Linked DNA regions of Mus musculus: region 2 is linked to region 1. The links are chromatin contacts, called in public ChIA-PET maps. All regions are on one chromosome and are shown on one strand. Each heading gives the region's core, a stretch centred on a gene start, on an enhancer-like site or on the middle of the called end of the contact. The rest is flanking DNA. Distances are from core to core; before and after follow the strand shown.

The links. ChIA-PET counts read pairs in DNA pulled down with a chosen protein or histone mark.
Region 2: an RNA polymerase II ChIA-PET map of effector CD8 T cells shows a contact between it and region 1, with 164 read pairs. The contact joins the promoter of Caprin1 here to the enhancer-like site in region 1. A contact is called at or near these places in 2 of 484 Hi-C or Micro-C datasets (CD4 T cells and muscle stem cells), 3 of 115 datasets of contacts at active chromatin or transcription factors (the SCID.adh cell line, effector CD8 T cells and pancreatic cancer cells) and 3 of 9 other capture datasets (adipose tissue, liver and pancreatic islet).

Annotation. Positions count from the first base shown.
Region 1 is chr2:103,680,164-103,686,420 of GRCm38.p6, reverse strand. It overlaps Abtb2 (ankyrin repeat and BTB (POZ) domain containing 2), which reads right to left. Exons shown (of 17, transcript NM_178890.3): 3 at 2,930-3,143. Among named protein-coding and RNA genes, the nearest start is that of Nat10, 78 kb to the left of the region's middle. Within about 2 kb of position 3,945, at least 128 of the 459 cell types and tissues checked have an H3K27ac peak or open chromatin away from gene starts, as enhancers often do. A contact at or near this core is called in the SCID.adh cell line, adipose tissue and effector CD8 T cells, where this site is marked.
Region 2 is chr2:103,794,908-103,801,164 of GRCm38.p6, reverse strand. It overlaps Caprin1 (cell cycle associated protein 1), which reads left to right and starts at 3,525. Exons shown (of 19, transcript NM_016739.3): 1 at 3,525-3,702; 2 at 4,225-4,434. The coding sequence starts at 4,225.

The sequences.
Region 1 (6,257 bases), core at 2,696-5,195:
AGCCACGCCGCCAAAATGAGTCCCCTTGGAATAGGTGGTGAATGAGAGATCACTTAAGAGTCCCAAAGAGACCCAGACATCAGTCCCCAAGAAAGGACTTCAGGCCACACCTTCACTGCCACACCTGGAATCACAGTCTCTGAGCAGTTTGGGTTGCACATTTCTGAGATGAGCGAGGAAGGGCCTCAGGGGAGGAAGCAGGTAGAGTCAGGGGAGTATTGTGAGCTCACAAAAACAAAGCCCTAGGATCCTGGCAAACTCCAGTTACTGCAAGGAGGCAAATTTTCTCAGCTATTTGGTAAGGGTGTTGGGGTAGCAGAGACTCAAGGGGCTCTGAGGCCCAGCCCAGCACTGTCTCCACAGCCTCTAGGGTCTGTCCTGTCCAAGAAGGTCTGAGGCACAGCAGGGCCTACATCAGCAGAGGGGGACCAGTTCATGAAGCACTGTGTACCTGGGATCGCAGAAGCATCTGCTTGTCTGTATTAAGATTTGAAAATTTTGGATTTCATTGCTCCCACAGTGGTGGTTCCAATTTCCTACCAATCTAATACTTGTTTGAAATGATTCATGGAAAAATACCTTTGTGACCAGTAGACTCATGCTGCAGAGTGTGGTTTCTAGATAATTGGTTTCTAAACGCATACACATGTGTCTGTTACTATTCAAACTCAGTGGCTACCACCACATGCAGATAATGGACTCCTGCCACAGAGGAGCCTGATGCTGCCTGTTAAGATCATGGGGGAGAGGGCACTATTACCCCTATGGGCAAAGCCAGAGGGTGTTGCCACATAAACGCTTGGGTTGGGGTGGGGGTCTCGGCCTGAGGACCTAGTAGCCCCAGCCCGGGGCAACAGGCTCTGCTCCTTGTTCAGTTTATCCAAGCTGGCTTTGCTGGGGGGCTGGGCTGGGCCTCACACCTCTCGGAACCTCACTAAACAGCAAACAGGTCTCCTCTCTCCTCTCTCTAATGCAGTCTGCCTAGCCCTTCCCAGCCAACTTTTGCAACCGCAACACTTTCTCCACAAAGCAGAAACAGCTGGGGAGCAGGGCCTGCGATCTGGCCACGCCTCCCACTGTATGGGCTTGACTTTCAGAATGCCTTGGGTTCCAGCTGCAGCCTTGTTTGGGTCAGGCCCAGATGGGCCTCCTCAGCCATCCAGAGAGATAAAATGATGCTGACATCATAGTGATAACAGTAATAGCAACAATGATGATAGCATTTACTGCTGGCATTACTCCTGTGTGTGTGCCAGGCCACTGTCGTTTTATGTTTCTTCCAGTTACAGGCTATATGGTGCAGTGGTATGAGCACAGCCTCTGTGGTCTTGGCTAGTTACTGAGTCTTTCTGTGCCTCTATGTACTCATGTATAAAATGAACACCTCCTTCCTGGTAGAATGTGAGATAGGCACACACCCATAGTGTGCTCAGCATTGTGTCTGATACATAGTAAATACTCACTGAGCACTGGCGGCCTTCCTGGAACCCTTACACAGGCTTCTTCACCACTCTATATTTACAGCTAAGGAAATGAAGCACCGTGAGGTTTAGAACCTTGCACAAAGGTCTCAAGGTTCACGAATGTCAGTGTTATTATTTGTACCCAAGCCATCTGTTCACAGCACTCCATGCTCTGCTCCAAACATTGCTGTATGTTCTCAGGAGTACCAATGCTGCCTGGAAGCTGTCTGTAACCAACCAGGGCATGGAACTGAACCTCAGTGGGTAGACTAGGAGACTGTAGAGGCCCAGGAGAAGGGGGTTTCGCTGAGGAGCAGGCTGATGTGCCTGAAGACAACAGTCAGCTGGGGAAGGCCTCAGGCCACCCTTCTGTCAGGTGAAGCCCTGTAGTGAGGGGTTTTCCCATGTAGAAGAACACAACTTCAAGCTCACAGGGTAAGTACATGCAGCACCAATATGTATACACACACATACAGAGACACATGCATATCTACACACACACATATATCTCAAATACACACGTATTTGGTGGTTGGTGGGGGGCAGGTTTCTCTCCATGGCTATCTTAGAACTCGCTATGTAGAACAAGCTGGCCTTGAACTCAGAGATCTGCCTGCCTTTGTCTCCTGAGTGCTGAGATTAAAGACATATACTACCATGCCCAGATTATATGGAGTGTATGTTTTTAAAATATTTATTAAATTTTTAAGGCTGTTTTGTTATTTTAAGTGTGTGAATATTTTGCCTACATGGATGCCTGGTGCTTTCAAAGCCTTTAGACCTCTGAGACCTAGAGCTGCAGTCCTGTCCTCAGGTTGACCTGCCACTCAGGCACCCCCTTCTCAAGCTCCTCATAGGATCACCCTTGGGACGCCCACAACATGCACATATGTTCAGCTTCAAAGGGCTGGAGCCCTGAAGACAACAAAAACCTGCCTTGGCCCCAGTGTTCTCATCTAAGAAACAAGCTGATGGGACCAAACATGCCCAAGATCCCTCTTATAATAGTGTCACTGTCATCCAAAGATGACATCCAAAGAGAGCTGTGGTGACAGCTACCACAGATAGAGGGCCAATTACCACTGTCCTTATGGCTTTTTCTCAAAGTGTGTGCTCACTCAACCACACTGCCACCTTTCCAGAGCTGCAAGGATGTCTCGTTTTGTAGAGGAAACTGAACTTTCAAAGAGCTGATCTAGCTGGTGCACGCTAAGCTGACCAACTCCAGGCTGAGACGAAAGCCCACTTCCCAGCCTTGGTGACCCCATAACACATCTGCCCTGGTAAAGAAATATATTACACATGGGACTTGAAATATCATATTGCACATGAGCCTTCATCTGTCTGAGCACCCAGGCCACCTTTAAGACCAGCCAGCCAGCTCCAGGAGGCTGCTTGCACTGTTAGAAGATACATGTGTGTTGTGAGCATTTCCTACTTGGTGACCAGGCAAAAATGATACCTACCGTTCATTATTCAGAGTCATTCTTGGGGGATCCAGGTTGGGGTTCTCCATGGACTCCATCTGTGGACACCTCAGGAAGTAGTAGAGTGTGTGGAGAGCATCGGGGGACCACGTGATGGGCTGTGGTGGCTGGCGGGCCTGGCGAGCAGGGCTGGTGCCTGGGCACAGGGGGTGGCGGCCCTGCATGTGGTGCATGGCTCGAGAGACCAGATCACCTGGGAAGGGGGAAAAGGACAAGTCTGAGCTCCCAGCCCACATTCTCCTAGGGTAGCAGCTCCCTCACTTAGTGTAATTACTGTTTACCCCAGAGTCCACAGGCTGAGGAGGAGACTGTCACCTAGATGCACAATAGCAATTTGGTTTCCCTTTCATTTCCAGTCTTGCCTTAACAGCTGAATTACAAACACTTGGCAGGGCTGTCTTCCTCCAGAACTTATGCTAATGTGGTTTCCTTTTCAACATCTCCACTCTCTCCACCGCCCTAGGGGCCTTCCCTCAGTTCTCTGACCATGGGAACCAGCCAAAGCACGGGCCCTGTGGAGAGTCTCCCTTATGCTCTCGTGTGCAAACCCTGGGACTTTGGAAGATAATGGCTGCCACCATCCATTGGACACTCAACAATTCATTATAAACTCAACTCAGTCCTTACAGCGCTAAGGGTCAAGTCAGAGGCACTGAGACTTATTTGCTGAACATATCCTGACTCCATGCGTTCTGGTCACAAAGAAGCTGCAGTGAAGTATGTGGGCTGTCGGCTAGGTGACTCCAAAGCCCATGAACTTCACTGTGATAAGGGCTCTACCCTGCCTTACTGGAATCTGTGGGGTCACAGGGCCCCATATCCTGTGTTGTGTTTCTGTCTTAGTCTTTTCAACATCCTAGCAGCCCCTGACAGGAAATGTGCCATCATTGTGTGAGGCCACAATGCTGAGAAAGGATGGTCTAAAACCGCCCCACGCACCTGCAGGCGCCTCTGTTCTAGAACAAGCGCTGCCTTTGTGTTCTCCAAGCCTGAGAGCTCAGGGCGTCTCTGCTGTGGGCTAGCCGCCCCGAACTCACAGAAGTCTCTCACAGATGGCCCTACCCACAGGAAGCCTTAGGGACTCAGCTAACTCTACAGAATAGCAGCAAGCATCAGGGTCTAACTGTGCATATGACGTAACTCAATCAGCGAGACAATTCATTACTTTAACTAGTCAGCTTCCACCTCTCAGCTAATGGGTGTCTGATTCGGTATTTCTTGTGTTCCAGAGTCCTGCAGAGTCTCCCTCACACAAGCTGCTCAGAAATGCCTGATGAGTAGAGGAAGTGGTACTGTGCACGCATTTCATTTTCATATACTACAACAGCTAAGGACTGACTTAAGCCTATTGACTGCCAAATTCTCCCAGTACAGTCACAGATAGCAACTAGCTACAAGCAGGGACGAATGACCACAACTGGAACACCCCACCCAGAAAGAGTCCTTCAGGTACTATCCCCAACCAAGGTGCACACTGTCTCTTCCCTGCTGATTCTCATTCCCCAAATCACAGTTAGTTGCCTGGGGACTCTTGCCAATTCCAGGGCCAAAAGTGTTGGTGAGAGTGGGGTCCCGATACTGACCCATGTCCACAGACTTTTGATTTCATTAGTCTGGGGCAGGATCTGACACCTTTAATATGTAAAATCATTTGGTGCCTTGAATACTCAGCCTTAAAAACCATCACTGAGAAACCTGATCAGAGCTGATACTCCAGACTCCAATACCTGTGGCTTCAGATCGAAGGTCAGCTACTTCTAGTCTGTGTACCTTAAATAATGGTCAGAGCCTCAGTTTCCTTGTCTGTGAAATGGAGATGCTAGCACATAATCAATTTAGAGGAGTCAAAGGAATAATAATTGAGACACACTTAACCGCTTTGGAACCAACCCTTATTTATTAAAGCTGAGGATAACACCAGCATCATTGACATCCTGTTATCAACATCCCTCCATCCTTCCTGAGCCTCCTGAAGTCCTCAGGACCACTACCTACAGCCACACACTGCCCCACAGTTTCCAAGACAAGAGGAATCTGGTGCTGCAATGCCAGATCCCAGCCCTGCCCTAGGGCTCCTGGGTGGCAGAAACTGGCATCAAAAGCAGCAGGAGGCTGTGCTTTTTCCAGCAGCCAGTACCAGCTGAGTTGGTGGCAGAAAGCCGAAACCTGGCTCCCTTTTCTCTGGTCTAAATGTCATAACAGTTGGCGAAACACAGGACTACAAGAAAGAGAAATCAAAGTGTCTGAGATAGCATCGAAGAGATGCTGTGCTGAGATACTGTTCCAAGAGCTGGACAGGGTGAAAGCCATCAGCGCGGGTGATTGTTATCCTTTCATGGTTATTGGTGGGGCTCCCTTCAGCAGCTCACTTCCAGCCAGAATGTAGGCAAGAGACTCCAGGCAGCCAGAGAAGTAGCTGCTCCTGGAGCTTCCTCTAACGGCAAACAGGACACAGGGGCTCAGAGGTTCAGAAAACCCACGAAGGTGGCAGAGGAGAGGCCTGGCTTCCTCAATCTGACCCTTACTAAGGGCAGCTTTTCTCCAAGACCAAGGGACAGATGCCTGGAGACAACTCGGACAGGACTTGTGTAAAAGCCGAGTCATCTCCACAACCCATCTATGGCCAAAACCACAGCTTGCCTTGGACTCTCCTAGGTAAAATTTTAACCCCTGCCATTTTCTATTTTTTTAAGCTTTATGATAGACAGAAAAAAAAAAAAAACCCAACAGTAACGAAAACAACAAACAAACCCCACAGGTAAAAATTTCACCTAATCTTTAGACTCACCTTGGAAGTAGGTACTTATTTCCATTATAGAAAAAGAGGAAATACGCTACCAGGAGTTTAAAATGGGTCACAGCTGCAAACTAGCATGAAAGTTAGTTAGGACTGGACCTGGGGCCTCCCCTCCCCTCCCATGCTCTGTGAACTGAGACAGGCCACACGCTGGTACCAGCCACGAACCTGTTAGTAGTTCACAGTTTAATTCTAAACACGAAGAGTGACTTTTTAAGGAGATTCCCATAGGGGCTGGGGATGTAGCTCATTTGGTAGAGTGCTGCCTAGCATGCATGAAACCCAGGGTTTGATCTTCACCATGGAATAAACCTGGGGCATGATGGTGCATGTCCATAACCTCAGCTCTTAGAGGAGATAGGGAGGGGTAGCAGGATCAGAAGGTCAAGGTAATTTTCATCTATGCTAAAGAGTCTGGAGCCAGCCTGGGATACCTGAGACCTTGTCTCAGAAGAAGAAGAAAACAAACAAACAAGCAAACAAACAAACAAAAAACACAAAAAATGACAT
Region 2 (6,257 bases), core at 2,276-4,775, 120 kb before region 1:
ATTTGACTAACTTCTAGAGCCAGCCGTGGAGATATGTGCCTGTAATCCCATCCCTCAGGAAGCTTTGGCAGTAGTACAGTGAGTTCAAAATGGCTTGAGCTACACAGTGAGATCCTGTCTTAACAGCCCCCCTTTCCCACTACTGGAAATACCTCTGACAGTCTTGTCATTTTTGGAGACACGGTTTCTCTGTGTAGCCCTGGGGGTCCTGAACTATCCAGACTGGTCTCACACTCAGAGTTCAGGATGCCTTTGCCTCCCAAGTTCTAGGCCTGTGACACCACTGCCTACGGATACCTTTGATAGTCTCACAGCATAGTAACCAACAGCCTCTCTGGCAGTCTGGTCTACTGAGCACGACTACAAGCAGAGCCTTCTGTTTAAGGCAGGGCTTTGAATACTTGTGTTACAGAAGAGGGAGAGATAGTATTTTAGATGTAGATGACTTTTGCTGGGAGAGCATTTGTGGGCATGCACATTCCACCGAAAGCATAGCAAGTCTAGAAAATAACTTGGAGTCCATTTTCTCAGTCTACCACGTGGTTCCTGGAGGTCAAACATGGGTTGTGAGGCTTGTGCAAGTGCTTTTTCTTAGTGAGACATTTCACTGGCTTGTATTTTAGATGTGTACTCTGTCACAGTGACTTAACTCTGATTTGCTGTTGCATAAAAGTCTCCATAGAAAGTACATGGAGCTGGGCAGTGGTGGTGCATGCCTTTAATCCCAGCACTTGGGAGGCAGAGGCAGGAGGATTTCTGAGTTCGAGGCCAGCCTGGTCTACAGAGTGAGTTCCAGGACAGCCAGGGCTGCACAGAGAAACCCTGTCTTTAAAAACAAAACAAAACAAAACAAAACAAAAACAAAAACCATGGAGGCAGATGTTTCAATAAATCTTTATAAAAACATACAGACCTGGGAGATAGCTTAATGGGTAGAAACACTCTGTTAGCATGAGGACTGGGCTGAGTCCCAGAACCCATGAAAAAGTTGAGCATGGCTATTTGTGTCTGTGACCCCAACATTAGGGTCAAAGTCAGGAGGATCTTCAAAGCTCTCTGGCCAGTCAACCTAGCCAAAATAGTTTCCCTTACAGGGAGAGATAACTCAGAAGACATTAAGTCAAAGGATAGAGAAGACAATGGTTTCAATATCTGGTCTCAAAGACATTGGTCAAGTTGTGCTGAATCAAGCAATTTTTCAAAACTCTCCAAAATTCTCAAGATTTGGTAAAAATGCAGGCAAATTCAGTTGGTTTGGCTTGGAGGTCAGAGATAGTGATATGACATTGGTTGGTTTATATTTGAAGTTACAAGTAGGATCATAATCCTCTCTAGTCAGAATATTTTTATCATAGGGCTAAATAGTTTACTTAAATCATTTCTTAGGTTGACTTTTACCCTTCTCATACCTGACACACAGCTGGCTAGCAAATCTTTTGGCTCTTGTTGCAATGTAAACTGAATCTGACCCTGGTTACCATCTTTCACTGCTCTACAGTTACAATGTACAATGAATCCGCCTGCCTGCATTGCTTCTGCTTCACTGTACTACAGTGGGCTGGCTCATTCCCACAGTCTGTTCCTTGGTCTCTCGGCTTCTGGTTTTATTTTAGCCTCTCATCTCTAGTACACATTTCTTGACAACTCTTTATACAGCAGTAAGGGTGGTTTTAAAAATTTACTTTTTGGCTTTCTGAGACTGGGTTTCTCTGTGTAATAGCCCTGGCTGTCCTGGAACTCTCTGGGTAGACCAGGCTGGCCTCAAACTCAGAGATCCACCTGCCTCCCCAGTGCTGGGATTAAAGGCCTGCACTGCCATGACAGTAAGAGTGATTTAAACCACATTTGATGAAATTAACATTCCCTATGTCACTCAGCAAATATCGAAGCCAGGCCCCTTTATGGCTTTCTTTTTTATTTTTGGTTTTTCGAGACAGGGTTTCTCTGTGCAGCCCTGGCTGTCCTGGAACTTACTCTGTAGACCAGGTTGGCCTTGAATTCAGAATATCTGCCTGCCTCTGCCTCCCAAGTGCTGGGATTAAAGGTGTGCGCCACCACTGCCCGGCTTATGGCTTTCTTTCTTACTCTTTCTAGCCACTGTGAAACACATTAAGGTTTTGCCATATTCTCCTATGTCACTCTTGTTCAGTCTGGAACTTACTAGGTAGACTAGGCTAGTCTAGTAGTCTTGAGCTTAAGAGGCCTGCCTGTCTCTGCCTCTCCAGTGCTTGGATTAAAGGCAGGAGCACTAACCAAGCTCCTCTCAGATCTTGCTCAATGGTGTTTCTTTTACTAGAAAGGTCCTCCTCTAAGCTCTCTTTGCTTCCTCCAGTCCTGGCTCAGAAGTACCCAGGAAGGTTTTCATTCCCCATCACCTTTTTTTCTTCCTTTGGTTTGTTATTTTTGTGCATACCTCCCAATACAAACACTGTGAAAAAAAAAAAGCTGTTTTGTTCACCATCTCTAGCACTGCAGATTTCCTAGCATGCCATAAGGTGCTCGATAAATACTTAAAAGCACAGATTACAGACTTTACAGTTAAGTGGAGTGAGTATCTCAAGGCCACGGGGTGCTGCTGTTTCTCCAGGCTCCCTCAGGATATACTGGTGCCAGCCAGTGTTAGTCATTTTAATTCTTTGATAGAACCCTCTTCTAAATTTCCTTTTCATGGATTTTAAATTATAAATTGGTCATTTACTGCTCTCATACATCATGTTGCTGAATTTTCCACGGATCATATTCCTTTTAGTACCTTTCTCTAGATCACTCATTTTTTCCTTTTACTCGTTATCCACCCTCTTTGACCACCCCCCCGCCCCCCAAATAATTCTCCTGGACAAAAAAGTGCCCCCCTCGCACCCCCTCCCGGCATCTTGCATAGTCTTTAAAGTTTTGGGTAAAATCTTAAACAAATCGGGTAAAGATAAGTAATTCCTGATAGGGCGTACTTATCTATCTCAGGGTAGGAGAAGACGGGTTTTTAACATGACTGGGGTAATTAAGGAGATCAAAAAGCCATGAAGGATGTTCATTCTCCATGCCTAGGTTATTGTATAATTATTATGTGGCAAGTTGCCTTTTCTCAGACCTTTTAGGGTGAGTTTGCATGCTCTCCATACAGAAGGAATTCTAGAAGCTGGGATTGCACCACCCACCCCACGCACCCCTTACTTGCAGAAACCTTTGCCCCTCCAACCCCCACTCCCACCAAATAAGGGCTCTACAAGGGGCAGTCCTCAGCTCCAGAGCCTGAGGCTTGACACCCATTGTCCCCGTTAGGATGTCAAGAGATTTCGCCTGAAGGACCCCAGCTTAGGTTTCACTCAAAACTCAAGGATCTGGGATAACGGTCTCCGTGAGGGTACTTTCCAGATATGCAAAGGGACAGGAACCTGGCGCCGAGGACACGGCCCGACGGGAGGCGCGGTCCGGTGACCTTTTTTCGACAGGCATTCCAGTCGGGCAGCCTCACCGGCTTGAAGGCCCTCGCTCCCTATTGCTCCCGCCCCCCCTCGTTGCAGAGCGCTGGCTGGCTAAGTCCCTCCCGCGCCGGCTCTTGTCCCACTAGGAGCAGCTCAGAGCCGCGGGGACAGGGCGAAGCGGCCTGCGCCCACGGAGCGCACGTCTCTGTTCTCAACGCAGCACCACCCTTGCCCCCCTCGGCTGCCCACTCCAGACGTCCAGCGGCTCCGCGCGCGCACGGTGAGCGCCATCCCGGATCAAAGGCGCCGAAGGGGAAGAAGGCCGCTGTACCTGGGTGTCCTTTTTACCTTCGGAGCGGTCCGAGCGGCTGGGAGGGCTCGCTCAGGGCCTCCCCACCCCCACCCCCAACCCGGTCACTCCAAGTGCCCTTCTCCACCCCTGGCCCTGACCTTTGTCCCTCTCGTTCTCGCAAGGCAACGGGTGCCACTTGCCCCGATGGGGACCGTTGCCCTGGCGGTTGACGGCGGCCGTGCCAGGCCCCGCCCCCGGCGCGAGCTTGGTGCCCCGGGGAGGGGGGAGGGGCGGGCGGCCCGGCGCCCCGCTGGCGGGTCGCGCGCGTGCCCGTGGGCCCCTTCCTGCCGGCGGCGCGCGCCGCCCCCTCCCCCCACCGCGCGCGCGCGTAGCCGCCTGCCCGCCCGCCCGCTGCGCGTTTTGTCCCGCGTCTCTCCCCGTCCGTCTCCTGACTTGCTGGTCTTGTCCTTCCCTCCCGCTTTTTTCCTCTCCTCTCTTCTCGGTCTAAAGATGCCCTCGGCCACCAGCCACAGCGGAAGCGGCAGCAAATCGTCGGGACCGCCGCCGCCGTCCGGTTCCTCCGGGAGTGAGGCGGCGGCCGGGGCAGCTGCGCCGGCTTCTCAGCATCCGGCAACCGGCACCGGCGCCGTCCAGACCGAGGCCATGAAGCAGATTCTCGGCGTAATCGACAAGAAACTTCGGAACCTGGAGAAGAAAAAGGTGCGAGGAGTTAGTGGAGAGGGAGGGCTCGTGGCTCCAGCCCTACACCGGTCCCGGCGGTGGATGGTGCTCCTTGCCCAGAAAACGGGCGCCTCGGGGAGGTGCCTGTCACCTGACCCCAACGCGGCGCTGCCTCTAGGCCTCGGTTACTCACATCAGGCTGAGCGGGGCCTTTCCGCCTGGTGACCGGTTGCTTGGGTGGTGGGCCCGTTGCTGGGTATGCTCCCAAACTGAGGCCTGACTTTTGAAGGAGGCCAAGGGGAAGAAACAGTGTGCCCGGCCCGATTGCTCGTGGAGTTGAGCGGTCCATGCCTTGTAACTGTGGCGTTTGCCTTTGGTACCTAGGCTGGGGGCTGGTGGAATGGCTCTCTTCCCAAGAAAAGATATGTGTCTAGACCTGAACTAGGGTTGCAGTCCCGTCAAGTCCTAGTTAAGCGGGCCTTTGCTTGGGTACCCCCGCCCCCTTCCGATGGGCTCCCTACGTTTCCCCCTTTGTTTCGATTGTCTGGGTGCTTGGAACCTCACGCCCAGCCTAGTCACGAGGTAGTTTTTAAATGAGTGTTTTTTGTTGTTGTTTTTTGCCATGACCTTTTCTTTTTAATTTATTATTTTTTACCGCTTCAGCATTCTAAAGGGTCAGGGAGATTTCCTTGATCTTTCGGAGGTGGATCTAGTTTAGACTGGAGACTGCCTCTGGGTCTCTGGGCACATGGAGTGTCTAACATGGCGGCGGCTGCGGGAGAGGGAAGCGCTGTACAGGAGCTGCATTGTGAGCACAAAGCGAAAGCAGAGGGGGAGGGCAGAGACCAGGCAGCAGCCCCGCCTAGCCCCCCCTCCCAAAAAGTCGAGCCACACCCACACTGTTTTGGCTTTAATATTTAGCCATTCTGGACCATACTGTTAGATTACTTAAACCGGCTTTTTTGTTTTATGCGTTTAGTGTAGGACCGTATACCAACACAGTTTAGAGGAAGAGTCTGGGTAGAAGTAAATTTCTACCCTGATTAAGAAAAGTAGTGGAAAGGGACAAACATGGGGTGGTAGAGTGAAAATGGAGGCAATTTACCTGGAACTGTTATTCTAACTTGCCCTTTTACATTAAGTATAATGTAACTTTTGATAACTTATGCCTGCCGGGGCATATTTTAAAATTTTGAAAAATTCCCATGAAGATGTTTAGTTAGTTGTTTAACTAGTTAGAGGAGATTAGTGAGATAGGATATTGGCTAAAAATCTGAGCTGTAGGAGGTAAGTTGGAAAAATCCAGGCTATTTACATCTTAATCTTGTGGTTTATCTGCTGATTTCCCATTTTTAGTAGTGAGTTTGAAACATTCACCTTTGTACTTTTTCTGTTTCAGTGTTGAAGAGTGGCCATATTACTAAAACTTCCCAGACTTTATTTGAAATTGTGAATATACATGAACAAGATATGAAACTTTAGCTATTTTGATAAGAAATTTTAATGTATTAAATTATTAAATAGTGAAAAGAGGAAATATTAAAATAGTGAAAGCACTGTAAGCTACATTCAAATATGGAATTTCATGCCAGCATTTCCTTTTTTTTTCTTTTTTTTCTTTTTGAGACAGGGTTTCTCTGTGTACCCCTGGCTGTCCTGGAACTCACTCTGAAGACCAGGCTGGCGCCTCTAACTCAGAAATCCTCCTGCCTCTGCCTCCCAAGTGCTGGGACTAAAGGCTTGCGCCACCACACCCTGCTAGCATTTTCTGATACTTGCGTGTGTTTGGTACCCTGTGTGAAATTGAGTTTAACTTGGGTATCTTTAAATTTTCCTAATGCAATAAAGCAGTGTTGTTAGGC